3 separate regions of the Drosophila melanogaster genome follow, and regions 1 and 3 are each linked to region 2. A link is a contact called in public Hi-C data. All regions are on one chromosome and are shown on one strand. The core of a region is the stretch at or near the end of the contact, and the rest is flanking DNA. Distances in the headings are between cores, read along the strand shown.

Region 1 (2,700 bases), core at 153-2,652, 140 kb before region 2:
CTGTCCAGCCTTTTGGACCTGCGTCAGCAGTGCGGCTACATAACATTCCTGAACACTGGAGTGCCGGATCTCGGTTGCGAGGACTACGAACTGCAGGTGCGACTGAAGCCGGCGCAGCGTCAAAAACGAACTTCAATTGCGGCGCCCAGCAAACCCAACCATGTGCCAACGAACGAGGTGACAAGCTTTCAATTGAAAAGCCCAGATGAAAACCACTTTGCGGCCACGCCGGAACATGGTCCTGCGAATGAGTTCACTGCTCCGGATTGCAGCCAAGTGCTGGCCAGTGAACTGGCCAAATGCAGCAGTCGTGCGGATCTAGTGTCGCAGAGTTCGGTGGAGATCGAGGAGATTTCGCCGTCGGTGGTGCAGGAGGAGGACGCCACTGAGGAGTGGACCCTGCTGGACGTCAATTTTGGCGTACCACTATTCGATGTCGATACCAATACGAGAATTTGCGAGCAACTTGTCCAGGGACTCTGTAGCGATGCTAATTTGGAAGCATTGCCTGCGGCAGCCAGCCAGGCACAAGTTCTCTTTCTGGATTTCGTGCAGCAGTGCTTGTACTTCGAGGACGATCCGGCCAGGCAGTCGGTGCAGGCAGCACGGCCACTTCCCCATCCCAGAATCAACCTGGCATTCGAGAATGGACACGTGTGCCATTGGAATGGTCGTTGAGCAGCGTACTCCTCCAATGCATTCCCCAAGTATTCCGTTTACTTTCCCAGTTACTTATCAGTTTGTGTACAGTTGGCGGACCGATTTAATGGCAAACAGAATTATATTTATATATACGTATATATATCCGCTACCGCATTCACATAAGCTAACCAACCATCAGCCAAGTAAGTCAGCATCGCAGTCTGAAAGTTTGCGTTCGTTTTTTATTAGTTTTGTAAGCTCCCAGGGGAGACAGAAAGATAAAGATTGGCTTTGTGCCCTCCAACCATATACACATATTAATGTATGTCTGAATAAATGCAATTTTAACACTTATTTCTACTATTGCTTGTTAATATCAGTAGAGATCTTATCTATTGATCTTATCTATTGATTATCTATTAATTAAAAAATTATCAAAAGAAGGGCACGGTCATGATAAACTTTGATATATTTTACTGATAACTTATTTATTCTTTGATAATTGAATATGTAAATAATTATTTGGGTTGTTGATTATTTAAATAATTTTTAGAAAATAAATTGGGATAGATAATTATATTCTATTATCAACAATTTTATGGTTAGGTAATTTTTTTTTAATTTCCGGTTTATTATGCTTATTGAGTAAATATGATAAATGTTTACAAATATAAATTTTAAAACTCGAAATGCCGTTAAATGTTGCCAGCCCTAGCTTAACATTGATAGTTTTTATTCTGTTTCTAAGGCACGGTCACACTCAGTCTGATTGGCACAACAAACGAAAAAGTTTGCAATTCCAGGGCGCTTTTTTTTGCTTCATCCAGCAAGTAAATAATACACTTTAAAACCAAATTCTTGTGTGAATCCAAAAAGCAGCTCGTAGAGCAGAGAATAATGCAATAGAATTAGTGAAATGTGAAAAATATGCTAGGAAATGCAAAAGCGAAACAAGTGCACAAATTCAGGGAAGAGAATACAAAAAAAAAAAAAATTGGTGGAGTAAATGCCAATACAAAAAGTGAGAGACACGCGCATTCTTGCTCTCTCTCTGTCTCTCTCTCTTGTTATCATTTTGCGCGGCAATTGTTATTGTTTCGACCATTTGACAATTTTACTGCCTAAATACTTAATTTTAATGCGAATTTTAGTCTATTAATGTGAATTTCTTATGGAATTTGTATGAATACACCTGTTCGCGCGAAAAGCGAGAGTGATCGCAAGTGTTCAAATTAAAAATAGCGTCAGCGTCGCCCATTGAAGGCCACCTGTCGAGTGCACTGCCTGCGGATATTTGTGGCCAGTGAAGCGTGAATCTGCAGAAAGCGCTTCATTCGGCGAATTATGCCATTGTGTTTTGTGTTCTGCTCTGTGTTATTCAACGGGTTAATTAGCTTCTGGCCAGGCCAAAACAATCAATGCGGAGAGCAGACAGTCGAAGAGAGAGAGCGAGCGAAAAATAACTAAGGGGAGGGCTGCCACCTTTTCTTTTCATTGTCTTCGGTTCATTAATACCCCAAAAATATCTCGTGCGTTGTGTTAACCTTAGACAGACAGCTGTATTTATTTTTAAGTAGACAATTATTTTATTTGTTGCTTGGAGGAAAAGTTTGGTTAATAAAGCTAACGCGACAACCCTGAATTGCTCTGGCAACTCCCAGCTGTTTGCTTACTCTCCATGGAGGCAAACACTTTGTTACAGTGCTGCAAACTAAGCTATTTCCAAGCCAAATCTGGCAACTCATAAAAGAAGCTTTTTGCAAATTTTAAAATTATTATTGTAATAACTTTAGAAAAGTAGCATTGGTCAGCGGAAGAAATTAAAATAAAACTATATGCTAGTTTTGTGTTTAAAAAGTATGTTTATTTTTATTTTGCCAGCAAAGGATTTATTAAAAAGTTAAACCTTAGCTATTTATTCGCTAAAAGTGTTGCCAACGGTGGTCAACACTGCCCTCTCTCTCTCTCTCTCTCTCTCTCTCTCTCTCTCACGCCCGTAACGTCACTGTTGGTTTTGGCCAGGCTAACAACGCACACCTGCGACGCTCATTCTTCCCT
Region 2 (2,700 bases), core at 136-2,635:
GCCCCAATCTTGGCCTTGTCTTCATCAAAAAACACCTCTATGCGGACTCTCCATTTGCGGATCGAGTCGGGCGCCAAACTGTATGGCCTCCGCAGCTCAGCGAGCCACATTCAAATTCAAAAAAATATATATACATACATATATAGATGAAAAGATATAGTAATATATCTAATTAGAAGCAAACACAAAATGCAAATGAAGCAAATCACACATATTTATCATATTAAGTGTGCTTTACTATATGCCTAATGATGTTCAATTACCTCTATGAGGGTCGTAGGCACAGAAAAAAAAAATGGTTTGTTTTAGGTTTCCATACGGTTATATATAACATAAACATATAAATCTTCCTTATTGCAAAAAAATCTCTATTTTCGAAATCATTCTCTGTCATAATCATAAATTCATTCAATCCAGGAAGAAAATCAGCTGTCGCAGCTGGGAAAATGTCGAAGCAATTTCGAAAGCGATTTCAAAATCGTCGCACAAATCGATCCAATGAATTTCAAATTCAAGTGGCATCAGCTCGCTTTGTTTACAAACAAAAGAGGTGACCGATAGGGAAACTCGGGGACTCGAGAGGTTCGGTTCGTGGGGCCAACGTAGATCCATCCGTCGATTGGGGCATATGACAGCCCAAAGTGCTCCGTGCATATTAGATAAAATTATAAACAAAACACGAAAAGGCAACGCTGGAAATTTGTCACGCCCCACCGTTCGCGGGTGCTGAGCCCCTAAAAGGGGAGGGGGGTGGGTGTGGTGATAGATCGCGCTTTTTGTTGTCTTGCCAAAGCTGGGGGTCGACCTATTCAATATGCCGACACACGCGCCAAACACCTCCTACGCAGGGCCCACAATCGCCATCGAATGCGGCGTAGTAGAAGAGAGACCCGCAATCAGTCAGATTTGCCAGCGTGACACGAACGAACTTGTAGAAATTTAAATGAAAAAAAAAAAAATATATTAACAACAATTTATTAGCCACTAGCACGGGCTGAGTAGAATAATTGAGTCGTTGTGGCATTGAAAAATAATATATGTATATAAATATATTTATTGAGAAGCTGTTATCCATTACATACAATCCAGCAACCACCTTAATTACCTCACAAAAATTAATAATTGAATTTTAAATTTTGTAATGATTTTAATCCGTAGATATGTATGGCTTAGTGTCATAGCAGCATAGTTTTATTGGCTCAGCGTGGCTTTATTTTTTAGAGTCCCCAGCCCACTCGATGAGTGGCGTCCATTGTTTTCGAACCGCTTTGTTGTTGACGAAACGAAACGAAACGAGACGAGACGCAACAATCTGTTGAAGTTTGCCAAATGGATGACAGACGAGCGGACGGGCCAGAGCCCCAAACCGATCCCATGCGATGCGATGCGATACGATCCGATCCAGATTCGAGATTCAGATCCAGATCCAAAGCGAGAGACCCATGTGGCGACCACTCGATCGTCGCATGATATGTATGTGTCTCTATGAAATAAAAATGGGGCGAGATGAAGTGGTATGGAATGGAGGGTGAGGAGAGGGGCGCACTAATAGTGGCGATTGTTTAGGATATCAAAGGGAATCTCAGCTGTTGAGTGATAAAGAAAATATTTGTTTATTTGAACAAATAAACAATAGCGCACTTGCTGTGTTACACACCCATTATACATACATATACATATGTTAAAAACATTACATGTCAATTATATTTCATATTTTATTGCACCACATTGTTTTGTCCCTGCTTTTCAAAATAAAATAAAAAATCTATTTAAGTTTTGTTGTGGTTTATCTACCTGACTATTTAAAAATAGTGCTCTACATATATACCCTTCTATACCCCTTAGTTTTATGTCAACTGCACGAGTGCGATCCTCATTTGGCGCATTTGCTATTCGACTTTGCCTCTGCACATTACTTTTAATCACTCATCATATTGTTGCTATTGTTGCCATTGCTATTTATGTATATTTTTGTTGTGTTTGTTGCTCCGCTGGTCGCCAACTAATTTGCATATTAATACCCGCACACACCAGAAGCAGACGACTTATCTAACACGAGCACACAGCTGCGCCTATTTGGGAGTCGGGACTAGGGGCTCCAAGCCGAGTTGGTATACTAATATGCATATATTGTAGTATAGTATACTACTATGCTATGTACATGGTATATGGGCTCCGAGGTCTGGGTCTTTGAAGCTGGGGGCTACACATATCGAAGATAAGGAGCGCTCGCCAGCGATCGTTTGTGTATACTTCTTCCCTTGCAGTCGAAAAATATTTGGGTCAATTTCACTGATTAATAAATATCAGATTATTAATTAAATTAAATCCAAAATTCAAGTGATGGTTAAATTTTCTTAGAATTTTGTATTTGCAGAGTAGATAAAGGTTCATATTGACATTAAAAAAAAAAGATCTTATACTAAAATTTAAATTTATTTAAAAAAATGTTAAATAGTTTCAAGATGTTATTCTAGTATTCAAAATCTATATGTTATTTTTTATTGTCAGCCTTTTTTCAATGTTATTTTCTATTGTGGTGTATAGCAATAAGCTTGAAACGATAATGTTTGTTCATCTGTTTTCTTGAAGGTTTTCAAAAAATATTACAAATTCTTTGCATGTAGACTACTTCAAAGTGTTGCTACTGTTTCCCAGGGCTGCCAAATCAGATGGTAGCCCTGGCGTTGTCTGTTTTGT
Region 3 (2,700 bases), core at 176-2,675, 180 kb after region 2:
CTAGTTTCAAAAACCCCTCAAAAGAAAAGAATAAAAAGCATAACGCTTATCAAAACTAAGAATCAACAAGTCTTTTCATATTTGCCTCCATATTGTTTATATTTATGCAAAGAGCTCGAAAAAAGTGCGTGGCCGTGCTCATGGGCATAACCGAGTTTAATAAACATTTATCAGTCGACCGGAGAGACGGTGGCAAATGCGTCTCTTTAGGCATTTAAACAAATAAACTTAGTTCTGATTATAATTATGCCACCCACCCAACGCCGCCCGTTGTGCCCGCACGATATCGGCGAAGCGTGCTGATAAAACTCGAAATCCAAACACATATGTAGGTACGTACGTACATATATAATATGTATGTACACATTCATTGAAGTATATAGTCATCGTGTGTACATTTGAATATCAGACAAATGTGCGCTTTTGTTCCCCATTATTTGCTGGGAGGCGGCGAGGCGTGGCGCACAGGTAACCACCAGACAAGCGACTTTCCCGTTCAGTTATTTTTTTTTTTTTTTTCATTCAGATAATGCAAATCCACCCGCCCGCATTTAAGTGGCAGTTGGAGTGGCATACGGTGGGATTGGGGCATTAGCATTAGCATTAGCGGTGGCACTCTAACTAATAGTTATTCCATCAAGTGCCAAATAATGCCAAGGACCTCCACATCGCACATCGATCTGTGTGACGCCGCCACCAACACCACCTTCGCTCTTGTCGCACAAAATTTGCGTGTCAGGTCAGAGGCGACGAAAGGTCGACGTGAATGGATTGTGCGCTCCGGTTCCAATTTAAATGGCCGGATGCAGTCTGGCACACTAGATGGCACACTAAGATTGGGCGGAACTCAAGGCGCGTCGTACCCTGTAATCAAGGACACAGAGCACTGGTTTCGAGTGCAAATCAAATCCTTGACTCACGCCAACTCATTTGCAAACTAAATGGACTTTCTTTGGATAATATTGGAAAATAGTTCTTTAAATTTGTTACATTTGTTGATTACATTTTATAACATTTTTAGAAGTTGTTGAAATGAAGAAGAAGTAGAAGTATTTTGATAAAGAAAGTGGGAATTTCTAGGACTCTATATATATATATATAAAAGAACTAACTTAAACGTGAAGATTTGTACATTTGTACATCCGTGTATTATAAAATCCAGTTTAATCCTACTTTATTCGATTTGTAAACTTTCCCTTTCCAGTTCTCAACCTGAGTTTAGGTACCTTCGTCCGTCAGTCGCCTTGACACATTTTTTTCAAGATGGTGAACTGTAAAACACGTTCTCACTTGGAAAAGCTCTTAGTCGATTACCGATTCGTGCGACAACTTTATTGCACCTCCGATCGAATGGGAACTACTGGCAAACAAACCATTAACCCACACACTCAATTTACACACTGGGGCCAATCGAAGTGACGTGTTGTGTGGCGCGATAAGTCGACTTCTTTCGGTTTCTTGCAATTTCACAAGAAGTTCCTCGGAAACGTCACATACAAGTCGTATTAAATGTGTGTTTTATGGGGTTTCCCGTATAATATCTTCTATTTTTCTTTTATCACATAAACACCTCGCTTCTATATCGCAGAATAGGCCGCAAATATATTCGCACGTTTGGATTTTATATCGCATTTCGTGTGCCATCGCTACGAGTCGAGCGAAAACCTAAAACTAAAAGCCACAAAAAATCGAAATGGATGGATGGTATGGCCAAAATGGGTGCATAAAAAATTGGTGATAAATAAAATTGAAATTCCAACTCATCATTTTCGTATTGGCACGAAAGAGTGCCCAAAATGTGGGTGGGTTTAGCTGTGGCTTTGACCTTGTGTCGTAGATAAAGCGAATATAGTTTGAAACATTCAGAACTGGCCAAAAAAAACAATTAGCCAAAGGAGAAGAGAAGGCGACCAGAGCCAAGGGAATTCAATACATGGTCGAGAACCTGACCTAATGTTATATTTCTTATTGTTTCGATTCGAAGCATATGGCCCCAAAACACACCCAACACCCCAGGGAGGTGGCAAAGCGAAGGGACTAGGAATTGGGCCATATGAGAACCACCTCCCAACCCCTCCCCCATTAGAGTGGCCCTGAACACACATGTCCATTTAGCCCCCACCAACTCCATCATTTTAGATAAGCTCACGGGCTTTCCCGACATCGCTCTCGTGTGCCATTTACCCCGAAAAATATTGCGATAGGCCTCGCTCGCCATATGCTACGCACAAAACCAATCATCGTGATATTGATCTATCAATTAAAAGCCTTTTGCTGTTGCCCCATCGCACCCCAGATACTAATTGTAAATAGGTAGGTGAAGTGAGGTGCTGCTTTTTATACACATACATATGCATAATGCATATCATAGTTAAAAATCGCTAGTCACTCGAAAATTGTACACAAAAAAGCAGTCGAGTTTTAGTTGGTTATCTCTGCATTTACTTAGCTAAGCATACATTTTTAGTTAGCTTAGCAAAAGCGTGAGTTTGATTTACAATCATTTTTAGTAGGAGCAGTTTTAAATTTTAAATAAATAAGATGAAATGATTATTTCAAAAGCAAATACATATATGCATGAGTATTTCCCTTTGATAAACTAGTAAATTAAATGTAAACATTAAAGTATTTCAGCATGACAGGATTTTTGCAAAATTTCTATCCGTATGACACACATATGGTAGGCATAACAAATTCTGT

The links. Hi-C and Micro-C count contacts between places; a contact is called where the count stands out from the background.
Region 1: a contact with region 2 is called in a Hi-C map of the Kc167 cell line, with 2.1 times the contacts expected there. A contact is called at or near these places in 4 of 107 Hi-C or Micro-C datasets (the Clone 8 cell line, the Kc167 cell line and the S2 cell line) and 1 of 7 datasets of targeted methods (the Kc167 cell line).
Region 3: a Hi-C map of the Kc167 cell line shows a contact between it and region 2, with 5 times the contacts expected there. A contact is called at or near these places in 3 of 107 Hi-C or Micro-C datasets (the D17-c3 cell line, the Kc167 cell line and embryo) and 2 of 7 datasets of targeted methods (the Kc167 cell line and the S2 cell line).

The regions. Positions count from the first base shown.
Region 1 is chr3L:11,213,103-11,215,802 of dm6, forward strand. It overlaps CG42671, which reads left to right and starts at 1,403. Exons shown (of 8, transcript NM_001259786.2): 1 at 1,403-1,472. CG7600 reads left to right here. Exons shown (of 2, transcript NM_140196.4): 2 at 1-995. The coding sequence ends at 678.
Region 2 is chr3L:11,348,358-11,351,057 of dm6, forward strand. lncRNA:CR45251 (long non-coding RNA:CR45251) reads right to left here and starts at 1,386. Exons shown (of 1, transcript NR_124887.1): 1 at 1,038-1,386.
Region 3 is chr3L:11,528,401-11,531,100 of dm6, forward strand. All of the region lies in intron 1 of Mob2 (Mob2,), which reads right to left. Among named protein-coding and RNA genes, the nearest start is that of Fuca, 7.0 kb to the left of the region's middle.